Regions from separate parts of the Mus musculus genome. Here region 2 is linked to region 1. Evidence: chromatin contacts called from public HiChIP or PLAC-seq data. All regions are on one chromosome and are shown on one strand. The core of a region is the stretch at or near the end of the contact, and the rest is flanking DNA. Distances in the headings are between cores, read along the strand shown. Region 1 has its middle 37 kb from the start of Runx1. Region 2 has its middle 9.6 kb from the start of Gm30474.

The links. HiChIP or PLAC-seq counts read pairs in DNA pulled down with a chosen protein or histone mark.
Region 2: a contact with region 1 is called in an H3K27ac HiChIP or PLAC-seq map of bone marrow-derived dendritic cells, with 5 times the contacts expected there. The contact joins two enhancer-like sites. A contact is called at or near these places in 2 of 15 datasets of contacts at CTCF or cohesin (large pre-B cells and pro-B cells), 8 of 484 Hi-C or Micro-C datasets (the G1E-ER4 cell line, the HPC-7 cell line, bone marrow-derived macrophages and 1 more), 7 of 115 datasets of contacts at active chromatin or transcription factors (the HPC-7 cell line, Th17 cells, bone marrow-derived dendritic cells and 4 more) and 1 of 9 other capture datasets (bone marrow-derived macrophages).

Annotation. Positions count from the first base shown.
Region 1 is chr16:92,860,404-92,866,203 of GRCm38.p6, forward strand. No RefSeq gene overlaps it. Among named protein-coding and RNA genes, the nearest start is that of Runx1, 37 kb to the left of the region's middle. Within about 2 kb of position 4,013, at least 48 of the 459 cell types and tissues checked have an H3K27ac peak or open chromatin away from gene starts, as enhancers often do. A contact at or near this core is called in bone marrow-derived dendritic cells and bone marrow-derived macrophages, where this site is marked.
Region 2 is chr16:93,138,787-93,144,456 of GRCm38.p6, forward strand. No RefSeq gene overlaps it. Among named protein-coding and RNA genes, the nearest start is that of Gm30474, 9.6 kb to the left of the region's middle. Within about 2 kb of position 3,470, at least 20 of the 459 cell types and tissues checked have an H3K27ac peak or open chromatin away from gene starts, as enhancers often do. A contact at or near this core is called in bone marrow-derived dendritic cells and bone marrow-derived macrophages, where this site is marked.

The DNA of each region.
Region 1 (5,800 bases), core at 2,763-5,262:
AAGAGAGGGCTGGGAGAGTGAATAGAAATCGGTGTGCAGGGATTGGGGGCATCTTAAGGATGTACCAGAGCCCTGGGAGGGGGAGGATCCAGGGAGTCTATGAGGGTGACTCTAGCTGAGACTCCTAACAGTGGGGGATATGGAGTCTGAAGTGGCCACCTCCTGTAGCCAGGCAGGAATCCCAGTGGAGGGATAAGGACACCAACCCACCCACAATACATTTGACATGTAATTTGTCCTGCCTACAAGAAGTTCAGGGACAATGATGGAGCAGAGACTGAGGGAACAGACAACCAAGGATCTCCCCAACTTGAGAACCATCCCTTGGGCAATAACCAATTCTTGACATTGTTCGTGATTCTTCATTATGTTTGCAGATAGGAGCCTAGAATAACTGCTTTCTGAGAGGCTCCACCCAGCAGCTGATGGAAACAGATGCAGATACCCATAGCCAAATGTTAATAGAGGTCAGGAAGTCTTATGAAAGAGTTGGAAAAAGATTGAAGAACACAAAGGGAATAGGGACTCCACAGGGAAACCAACAGAGTGAACTAACCTGGACCCTTGGGGGCTCCCAGAGATTGAACCACCAACCAAAGAGCTTATATGGGCTGGACCTAGTTCCCAGGCACTTATAGGTAGCAGGTGTGCACTTTGGTCTTCATGTGGGCCCCCCAAAACATGGAGTCGGAGCTAATTCTGATTCTGCTGCCTGCCTGTGAATCCTGGTCTCCTAACTGGGATTCCTTGTCTGGCCTCAGTGGGAGAGGGTGTTCCTTGTCCCGCAGTGACTTGAGGTGCCAGAGTGGGTTGGTACCCAAGGGGGACCTCCTCCTTCTCAGAGGAGAAAGGGAAAGGGGAATGGGGCAGAGGTGGTATAAGTGGGGACTGTGAGGAGAGGGAGGCTGCAATAGGTTGTAAAGCAAATGAATAAGTTAGTGGTGAAAAGTAAACAATTATTGAATTGGATCATATTAAGAACTTCTGCTCATCACATCACTTGACATCATTAAATGGGTTAAATGTGTGTGTGTGTGTGTGTGTGAGAGAGAGAGAGAGAGAGAGAGAGAGAGAGAGAGAGAGAGAGAGAGAGAGAGAGAAACAGAGAAAGAGAGACAGAGAGAGATGCAGAAAGAAGCAAAGAGATACAGATTTCTGAGCATGTATTTAACAAGGGCTCCATAAAAAATCCATAAGAAAAAGACAACTACATAGAAAAAGGATCAAATATATTTAATACACACTGTAAGAAAAAAGTGACTAACAAGAAACAAAGATACTCCAGCCAAGGGAGGCCACATAATTTGACACAGAATGGCACCACTCTCCCATCAGAGTGACCCAGCAAAATCACACTGCCCACATTATAACAGGCAACAGATGAGTCACTTCTCTTGCTTTTGTGACAGAATAGCTGACAGAGATCTCTTAAAGGAGGAAGGACTGCCTGACGTTTTAATAGAGAGAGATAGAACACTTGATGCTGGGGACCATGAGATGGCAGGTGCATGAGGCCGCTTGCTCACATGCTGGAAGGTGAGGAAGTAGTGTTCAGGCCAAAACTAGGGCTTAGCTATGATTCCAAAGGGCTTCCTGGCACCCAGTGACTCACTTCCTGCAGCTTGGCTCCATCTTTTAAATCTCTTAAATGATTTCCCATAGGAACACCGTAGTCTGAGGACCCTGTGTTCAAATACCCTAACCTGGTGTGGGGTAATTTCACATTTACACTATTACAGATGAGATCTTATTTAAACTGTCAAGTTCTCGTATTGCTAGGAGGAATACACAGAGAGAGAGACACACACGGGGACACACACACACACACACACACACACACACACACAATATTAATATGAAAAATATTTGAACATTTTTCTGAAGTTGAAGGGTGTACACATGTCCTCTGACTAGAAATTGAAGAAACCAAATTTATAAAAGAAGATATCTATATACTGTTGCGTGACAAGACTTTTCCTGGGAAGACACAACACACAAGTCTACTCACTTCAGATAGAGATCCCATGACAGAACAAAGTATGGATACCAACAGAGTCCAGTTTGGTGAACCAGTGAGTTTTATTGGGCTACTTATAGGAGTATGAGAGAGGAGTTACTCACCGAAGCAAATCAGTGAACTACCACTATAAAGCCCAGTGCATCATGGGTAACAGCTCACAAAAGCTGAGAACATGGAACGCACTGGACAGACTGCAGGCAGCTCACTGGGTTGAAGACTGTCCTTTCTAAATGACTCAGTTGGTCTAAACCTCTCCTAGGCAACCCGGGTGGTTTCTGCTTCTTCTAAGAACCAGGTCTGGTCTCGCAATCTCCTTTGCAGCTTTGATCTTCTGACAATGACTCTCTGTGGCCTCTATTGCTGACTGACAGGGAGGGGTTTAGTCAAGCTGGTCAGTTCCAGGGGCTTGGTGAAGCTGTTTGGAATGGGTTACCTTCTGGTTTTAAGGGCTTTCCGACAGGATGGAATGTTTCAATCTTGAGGAAAGTGCTATGCAATTTTCATAAGTGAAGTACAGACATGAGTGGTAAAGCCACATGTAAGGAATATTATTAGGGACATGAGAAACTCTTACAAGCATTATTCTTAATAGCCACAAATGTTAAGCAATAGAAAAATGGATACAATGCGTGATCATAGAATGGGATACCATGCAATAAAATAAGTGAATAAACGAGTTGTTGGTACACAGAGGAATGTCACAAGTTGAAAGTCGAGGCAACCTTATCTCATCATCTATATAAATTTTACCCAAATGCACACTTAGGCAATGCTGAGAGTGCAAACATGTTTATGTATAGGTATTGTAATAGTTACTTGACTTGTTTCTATGATAAAGTACTCTGACAAAAGCATTTAAAGGGGAAAGAGGTTATTTTGGCTCACAACTGGACTGGAGCACATCCATCTGGGCAGAAAAGTCATGTGACCTAGAACTAGAGGCAGCTGGTCACCTGCCATCCTCAATCAAGAAGCAGAGACCAGTGAATGTCATGCTCAGTTCATGTTCTCCTCTCTCTCTCTCTCTCTCTCTCTCTCTCTCTCTCTCTCTCTCTCTCTCTCTCTCTCTGTTATATATATATATATATATACATACATACATACATACTGGAACTTCAGCCTAGGGAATAGTGCCACCCATGGTAGGCAGGTCTTCTCACCTCAATTAAACTAATAAAGATAACACTTCACCCACCCTCCAAAGGCATATGCAGGAGACCCATCTCCCAGGTGATTTTATATTTCAGCTAGTTTACAATCAAAATTAAACACTGAAGGCAGCAAAGGAGAAATGGAGAGTTTTGGAAAGTGACAATGTTTCCTTTTCTTATTTGTGTGCTGCTTTATAAGTTTGGCCATCTTGTAATTAATCAAGTTTTACAAAATCTGCATCTATGTCTATTTTTATCTATATCATTTATATATCACTTCAATCAAAGTTCTCACCTAAAGACAATAAAATCCTATCAGGCAGTTTTAACGGATCTTGGCCAAAGGTTCAATTTTCATATTACTGCAGTAGATTCATTTTGCCCAACAGAAAATGGTCAGGTTGTAATTTTAATTTAATTTTCTGTGAGAAAAGTAATCACAGGTCAGAATAAACATGTAAAATAAAAACGCCTGTGACTCCTTGATGCTTTTAGTTTTACTTGGATTTCTGTTGCAAATACATATGGAAACAAAAGAAAAAGTTCTGTAGGTTGAATCAGTCCATTAAAGAGTTTTAATTTTTTCCTGAGTTTTGTTACCAAGTAAAATCATGAGGTCAGTTCTTTACAATAGAGTCATCTTCCCATGCCCAAAGCACACGGACACATTTCATTTTTGTTCCTCTTTATTTAAAATGAACAGTGGGAGTTCAATGACAACTCATCTTCTGTAATAACTTCGCAAAGCAGGCTGGGAAAGAATGACTCCACTTCCTTGTAATGATGAGAACACTGTGCTGTGTGGGGCTGCTACCATGGTGATGAGCCAACTGTACTGTGTGGTGCTGCTACCCTGGTTCTTGAGGATCACACATAGGGTGAGATCAGGAGCTAGGATGCAGAGGTGGGGACAGTGGCTGATGTGGGGTTTCCCCCTCATCTAAATGTTCTCTGGGTCTGGGGTGAGAAAATTCAGAGTCCTTGGTTTCTGCTCAGCACTGGCAAAGCTGTGAAGGTGAGCTGTGTGCTAGGGAAGGTTCAGCTGCTGAAGTGTGACCTGAATCCCATCCCTAGAATCTATACAAAAGCATAGAGCTTGGTGGCTTGCCCTTGTGAGCCCAACACTGAGAGTCAGGAAAAGGAGGATCCATGGGGCTAACTGGTAACGGGTCTGAGACGACTTCTCAGTGAGAGTGGATAACCTTGTCATGTCCAAGGCTGTCCTATGGCTGCCATGCATTTATACAGACTTACACACACACACACACACACACACACACACACACACACACACACACACACACACACTCACAGACACTCACATACTTTCTCACACACACAAACACACACATATGAACACTCATCAACACACACTCATACTCTCACACAGGCACATACACACACACAGTCACACACTCTTACACACAAACACACACATACAAACACTCACCAACATACACTCATACACACACACACACACACCCACACACACACACACACACACACACACACTACAAAGAAGGAATGTCATCATTAGACAACTCGGAATTGACCTGTTGAAGACCTAGAGAGAGACATGACTGGTACCCAATTTTCATGAATAGATCCTCAGGAAGTTGTAGAAGAATGAGCCCAGTCTGATGGCACAGACTTGAATTCCCAGCTCCCGAGAAAGCTGATTTAGGAGGATAGTGAGTTCAAGGTCAACCTAAGTAATTTGGGGAGAATTTATGTCAGAATAAAAAAATCCATAAGATCTTGGGGTTTGGTTCAGTAGTAGGGCTTTTGGATGGCATACTCAAGACCCTGGGTTCAACTCTAAATATTGTAAAAAATAAAAGTAGAAAAATGAGATATTCTGTTCTATATTTGTATTGACTTAAAAGGCAGAAAATGAAAAGTATGCAGAATAATATAGTGAAAACCTAGTTTCAATATGACAAATCTGTTTCTTAAAAGGTTCCACTGTTCCATAAAGCAGAACTTAAAATCTACCAACCCCTCTGAACTGCTTCCTGGTGTCCTTTGTCTGGAAAATCACTGGGAGGACTGCCTTGTGAGAGCGTAGAATATCCCGGAGTGCGGGAGGAGGAGGGGGAGCATGGGATCTGGAGGAGCATGGGGAAGTGGAGGAGCATGGGGAGGAGGAGGGAGAAAGACAGCATGGGAAGTGGAGGAGCATGTGAAGTGGAGGAACATGGGGAGGAGGAGGAAGAAAGAGAGCATGGGAAGTGGAGGAGCATGTGAAGTGGAGGAGCATAGGGGGAGGAGGAGGAAGAAAGAGAGCATGGGAAGTGGAGGAGCATGTGAAGTGGAGGAGCATAGGGGGAGGAGGGAGAAAGAGAGCATGGGAAGTGGAGGAGCATGGGGAAGTGGAGGAGCATGGGGAGGAGGAGAAAGAGGAGGAGGATGGAGAGCATAGGAAGTGGAGGAGCATGTGAAGTGGAGGAGCATAGGGGGAGGAGGGAGAAAGAGAGCACGGGAAGTGGAGGAGCATGGGGAGGAGGAGAAAGAGGAGGAGGGGCGAGAGTATGGGAAATGGAGGAGCATGGGGAGGAGGAGGAAGAGGAGGAGGAGGAGAGAGAGTATGGGAAATGGAGGAGCATGGGGAGGAGGAGGAAGAGGAGGA
Region 2 (5,670 bases), core at 2,220-4,719, 280 kb after region 1:
GTGCAGTTTCTCATGATAAGAACCTGGCCTGACTTTGTTCTACAGAGTCAGAAAGCCTCCTGTATTAGATGCCGCTCTATTGCCTCCTTAAGTGGAGTTGAAAGAACAAAGCGTTTTCCAGAAGGAACGGGGCCCTATCTGTCCTCAGAGCTGCCCAGAGATCAAACAGGTCTTTTTAGCAGTTTTATTAGACATCTTCAGAGGCCTTCAAAAAATACTCGGTTTTATAAGTGGTGAGAGCTAGTGGGTGGGAACTCCTGCGTGTAAACAAGTGGAGTTGTCAATCATGACTGTTGAAAAGAAACTATTCCTTAACAGGGAGGGCTGTATGGATACACTTCTGGGTTCTCCTGTTTTGTATAATGATGCTTTTATATTAGTTTAAGAGGTGAGCTTTCCAACCACTGAAGTGTTCTTACGGTAAACAGATCGTGGTGGTGTACCATTCTGCATTGCTAGGCAGGAAAATATACAGAGAAAATTCTGTCCCTGGGCTTATTTACTGGAGTGGAACTGTGTGGTGCCAGGACTCTCCAGGCCAAGGTGTCAGTGGGATTTGTTCAAGGTTGCCAGGAAGAATCTGCCCTGGGCCTCTCTTAGCCCAGTGCTCCTTATAGTTTAAAAGCATCATTTTAAACTCTGTCCCCACCTTGACTGGAGAGGGGCGGGGAGGGAGGGAGAAGAAAAGGGAGAGGGGAGAGGGGAAGAGGAGGGGAGGGAGGTCTCAATTTTCCAATTAAGGGCAGATTCTGAGGGGCAGGAAATGACTACTCGAGGTGTGATTTAGTGGTAGAAAATTTGCCTGGCACGCATAAGGATCCCGTTCAATATCTAGCAAAGGAGGAAAGAAAATTGAGACATCAGTTACAGCTGGTCCTTCCTTTTGACTTCTCCTCCCCCCCCCCCCCCCCGCTTGGTTCTTGGGCCACCTGGGACCTCTGAGAAGCAGCTATAGAAGTCTTCAGTGTGAAAGGCCTTTGGGAAAACAAGGTCTCCTGGGTCATCTCTAGTACATCTGACTCAACTGACATCCTCAAGAAGGGCTTGCCACCAGAGTCTCACACACAACTTGCCCAGCAGTGTGAATGCTGCTTTTCAACGAGCCTCAGATTCTCCTGCCTTCCTGGAAGACTCAAGTGAAATCAATTCTCATGTTTTTACCTAATGAGACGATCGTAGCAAAGTCATCATTTTAGCAAGCTGGAATTCTGGGAGTGGTGGTGATGGGGTAACATAGGCTGAGGTCCTACATGGGGAAGAAACCTAGAACAACAGATTCTTATTTCCTTTTCTTTTAATATAAAAATAAGAACCCCAAAGTAATATGGCACAGGGAAAAAGAATGTTCTGGGTGCACAGAGAAAAAAGCAAAACACTACATATCCAAACTCTAATGATATTTTATTATTTTCCCCTAATTATTATTGTTTACTGATTATAAATGAGAGTCTTATTGTCAGGAAGCCCCTTTGTTGGGACTGGAGAGACCACCCAGTGGTTATGTGATTACTGCTCCTCGGGAAGATATAAATTTGGTTCCAAAGCCACACGTAAGTCCATTTCCATAAGTATGGGATGGCCCCTACCCCCACCTCTGTGAGCACCTACCTTTGTGTGTACGGACCCACCCATAGACACGTATACACAATCAAAACTAAAATACACTTTAGTCAAAGACAGGCCCTTTGTCACACTAGCCCACCGACTAATGGGTTCCACAACGTAATTACCAGTGTCCAGACATTTTAAAGACCTAAGGGTTGGGAACAACAACAACCCCATCCTCCTAAATGATGATTTTTCTTGAGGCTCTCTACACGGATGGAGATGCGACTCCCTGTCATAGCAAACGACCTCTCTGAGCACTCGCGTCGCACTAATTGATCTTTTAATTGGTTCAGTCAACACTAGAGTCTTTGCACTCAACAGGGACTAATTGCTACAAGCAACTGCAGCCGCTCAGTGCTGGCTCAGTGTTGAGAAGACAGACCGTCAACTGCCTAGAAGGGGTAGCATCGACCCGGTGTTAGCTACGCTGACAGGATGCTGCACTCCCTGCAAAGAGCGTTTATCTAGCGATGTACAAAGCCGGTTAGTCAGAATGGGCAGTCACTAGGGTTCCTAGCTTACATGTGTTTTTTTTTCCTAATGAGATATGATAAGCCACTGACTAGTTTCTTTATTCCCTCAGCATCTCTTGTACCACAAAACCTTAATCCATTCCCTTATTACTAGGTGTGCCAGTTCATCCTCTGGTTAGGATCTAGAGCCATCCAGGAGGCCATCCTCTGAATAGCACTTGCTGTCCTGTTCACCACGTTTTATTGTATTGCATTTTATCTTATTTGAACTACGAAGTTTTCCAGTTGCCCTCAATCAAGATAAAATGTTTCCACCCTAAGCACCCCATTTGAGAGAATTTTTTCTCCCTTTAATACTGAGTTTGGGAACTCATCTGGGTTAGCTCGACTTCTAAAGTATGTCCAAGAATCTTTTAGAGAAGCATTTGTCTGAGTTTTAATTGCGTGTCTGCGTGTGTGTACGGCTGAGTGCTAATATCCATGGAGGGCTGAGGAGCTGGACGTACAGGCAGGTGTGAGCTGCCCAGTGTGGGTTCTGGGAGCTGAACTGGAGTTCTCTTTGAGAGCAGAAGGCATGCTAAAGCATCGCCCAACCTCCACAGTGATCAGCTTAAAACTCATTCCTCCATTAAAGCGTGTAAATGAGGTCTTCAAAAAGGTGGGTCTTCGCTGTTGACCTGCAAATTTGCTACTACCACTCTCCAGAGAGAGACAGAGACAGAGACAAATAGAGACAGGCAGAAACAGAGAGACACAGATAAAGAAAGACAGAGAGACAGAGACAAATAGACAGAGACAGAGAAAGAGAGAAAGAGAGAGAGAGCAAGAGAGGAGTTGAAAAGAATACTTAAAATGTATTCTGCTTACCTATGTACTTATAATTTCTTCAAAACATTTAAAATCAAAGCTCTGATCCTTCTGAGGCCAAGCGGCATTGTATGCAGACTGCTCTGCACGTTCATTAGAAGCGGTGTCCACAGAATGAGTACCTTAGGAATGAGCCCCGGTGGACGCTCCCTGCTGCCATGTTCTTCAGTCATCAAAACTGAGAGCCATGATATCTCTTCTCTTTATGCCTCCAGCCTTGGGTATTTTGTTACAGCAATGGAAAACTACAGCACTTGTTATTAGTCGGTTGCTATCAGCACCACTACCTCCACTGCTGCTGCTGCTGCTGCTGCTGCTGCTGCTGCTGCCTCTGCTCACACTTGGTGTCTGCTTCCCCATCTCCTCCTCCTTCATATTTATAGAATGTGCCTCATGTTGCCAGCTTTGTCGCCGTTTGCTGAAGGATGGGATGGGAGCCAGACCTTGCAGAGGCAAATTAGACTGCACAGATGCGGCTGTGAGGATGCTGAGATCGCCGGGGGTTCTGTGAAGAGAAACCAGCTGACCCAGAGTGTGCTGGCCAAAGGGAATATCCTCTTTTACAACACTGTGTGCAGGCTCTGTCCTGCCTGAGCTTGTGCAATCCTGGCACTTTTTCTTATTGTTTCATAGAAAATATACCCAGATTGGCAGGGGAGGGATGTCTGAATGTGTAAAAATGTTTGGGGAGCAGGGATGGGAATTTCTGTCTCACTCATCCTTACTGTGTGTGTGATAATAATTAAGTATGAGCTAAATGATTCATATTTATGTGTGTGTGACTATGTGCATGCAGCACGTGTGTGTTGTGTTGTGGGTACATATGCATGTGTGTACATGTATGTAGAAGCCAAAAAGATGGCTGGAGTGTCACTCTTCCTTAGGTGACACTGCCTTTGATTTTTGAGCTAGGTCTCTCACTGGCCTGAAGCTGGCAGTTAAGAGTGAGCTTGCTGGCCAAGGAGCCCCCAGAGATCCTCTGCCTCTTCCTCTTCATCACTGGGATTACACTCCCGTACAACCTCCTGAGAGAAATTATTTCATAAATGAAGGGCGAAGAAGTAAAGCCCATGCCCAGGTTGTGTGGCTCCCGGAGACTCCATGTCCCAAGCACAATGCTCAGCTACCACTTGAGGTTAGTTATGAAGCACAACACCTGGGCACTTTTCTCTGGTGCCAAATAGGCTCCCCTCAATTTCCCAGCATCCTTGGGAATTCACAAACATCCCTGGGTTTGGGAGGGTGGAGCGGTCAGGAGAGATGTCACATTTGGGTACCCTCTCCTTTTTCCTACACTGATATTGCCTTCATCAGCTGGGAGTCACCTCCAAGGACCATTCCTAGGCACTCAGCCCATTCTATATTTCAAGCCATGAAAGCCAACATGTCTACAAGGCTTTGGGCTCCCATAATTGGCCTTTCCCTTAGGAAGCTAGAGACCAAATACAGCCTAGATGAAGATGTGCTTGGTTGAACCATGAAGGCTTCTGTAGAAGGCACCAGGAGTTGGGTCCTAGGCTGGGCAGATCTCTGATGGAGAAGAACACTGAGATGACAAAGGGGGATGCCAGAGCTGAGCCGAGCGTCTAGACGTGGAAAGTATGAGAAATGCTTACTGTGCGCCAGAAGGATTTGCCTCAGCCCTGGCTCAGTGCCACCTGCTCCGAGGTATCTATTTGAGGCTTTGTTTCCCGCCTCCGAGCGCACATTTAAATTTATAATGGATAAGAAGAAGGAAACTAAATTTATTCTACAGCCAACATTTTTGCAGTAAAAGATAAGAAAGACAGACTCTTTGGAATGACCGCATTCTGCAGATGAAGAAACGGAGGGATGGGAACTCCTTGGCCAAGTTTGTGTAGCTCAGGCGAGAAGAAACATCATCAGAGAGACAAGTACTATGAGTGAAGTATGGGCCAGAGACACACTAGTGTCTGGTACCTTTCCTGTGGGAGGACAGGAAGAGAAGAGGAAACATGGAAAATTGAATTATTTTTACCAAAACCACAACAACCAACCAATACAAAATAGGGGGGAAAGAGAAACATCAGGAAACAATAATGTTGAATTACTTCCCAGGGGACGAGATGAGAAAGTAAGAGAATATTTTTATAAGTAAACCCCTGTTATATTTTAAGTTTGAAAGACATGTTGATGGCTCTCATATTAAAAAATAAAACAGAAGCTGTAAGAATAGGGGAGCAGGGAGACAGAAATGCTAACGCGCAAAACAAAGTGAAGACAAATGAAAATAATTCCATCTGAGATGAGTGACAAACCCTGGTAAAGGAAGATAGAAAAGAAAAGGGTGGGTGTGGTGAAAAAGAGACAAAGGAGAGAAAGGTGCAAAGGGGAGGAAATGAGAGGTGGGGAATGGAAGTAACAGAAGATGGGGGGCAGGGGTTGACAGAAGGAAGGGGAAGTAACTGGTGATCAGGTGACTGACGGAAGCGGAAGTAACTGATGATCAGAAGGTCTGACGGAGGCGGAAGTAAGTGATGATCAGAAGTCTGACTAACAGACCTCCATGTAGGAAGAACTGAATAGGCTAATTTCTTGTGGTGAGAGTAGATAAGGACACTGTATAGCTGAGTTAGACATCTAGAAGGACTGAGTAAGGGTGTAGAGACTGATACTGAAGGGATCCAGAGTTCTCACTGTGGGAAATGTCATACAAATACGTCATGGAGGGAGGTCAGCGAGAACTCTGTAGCGGTGAACT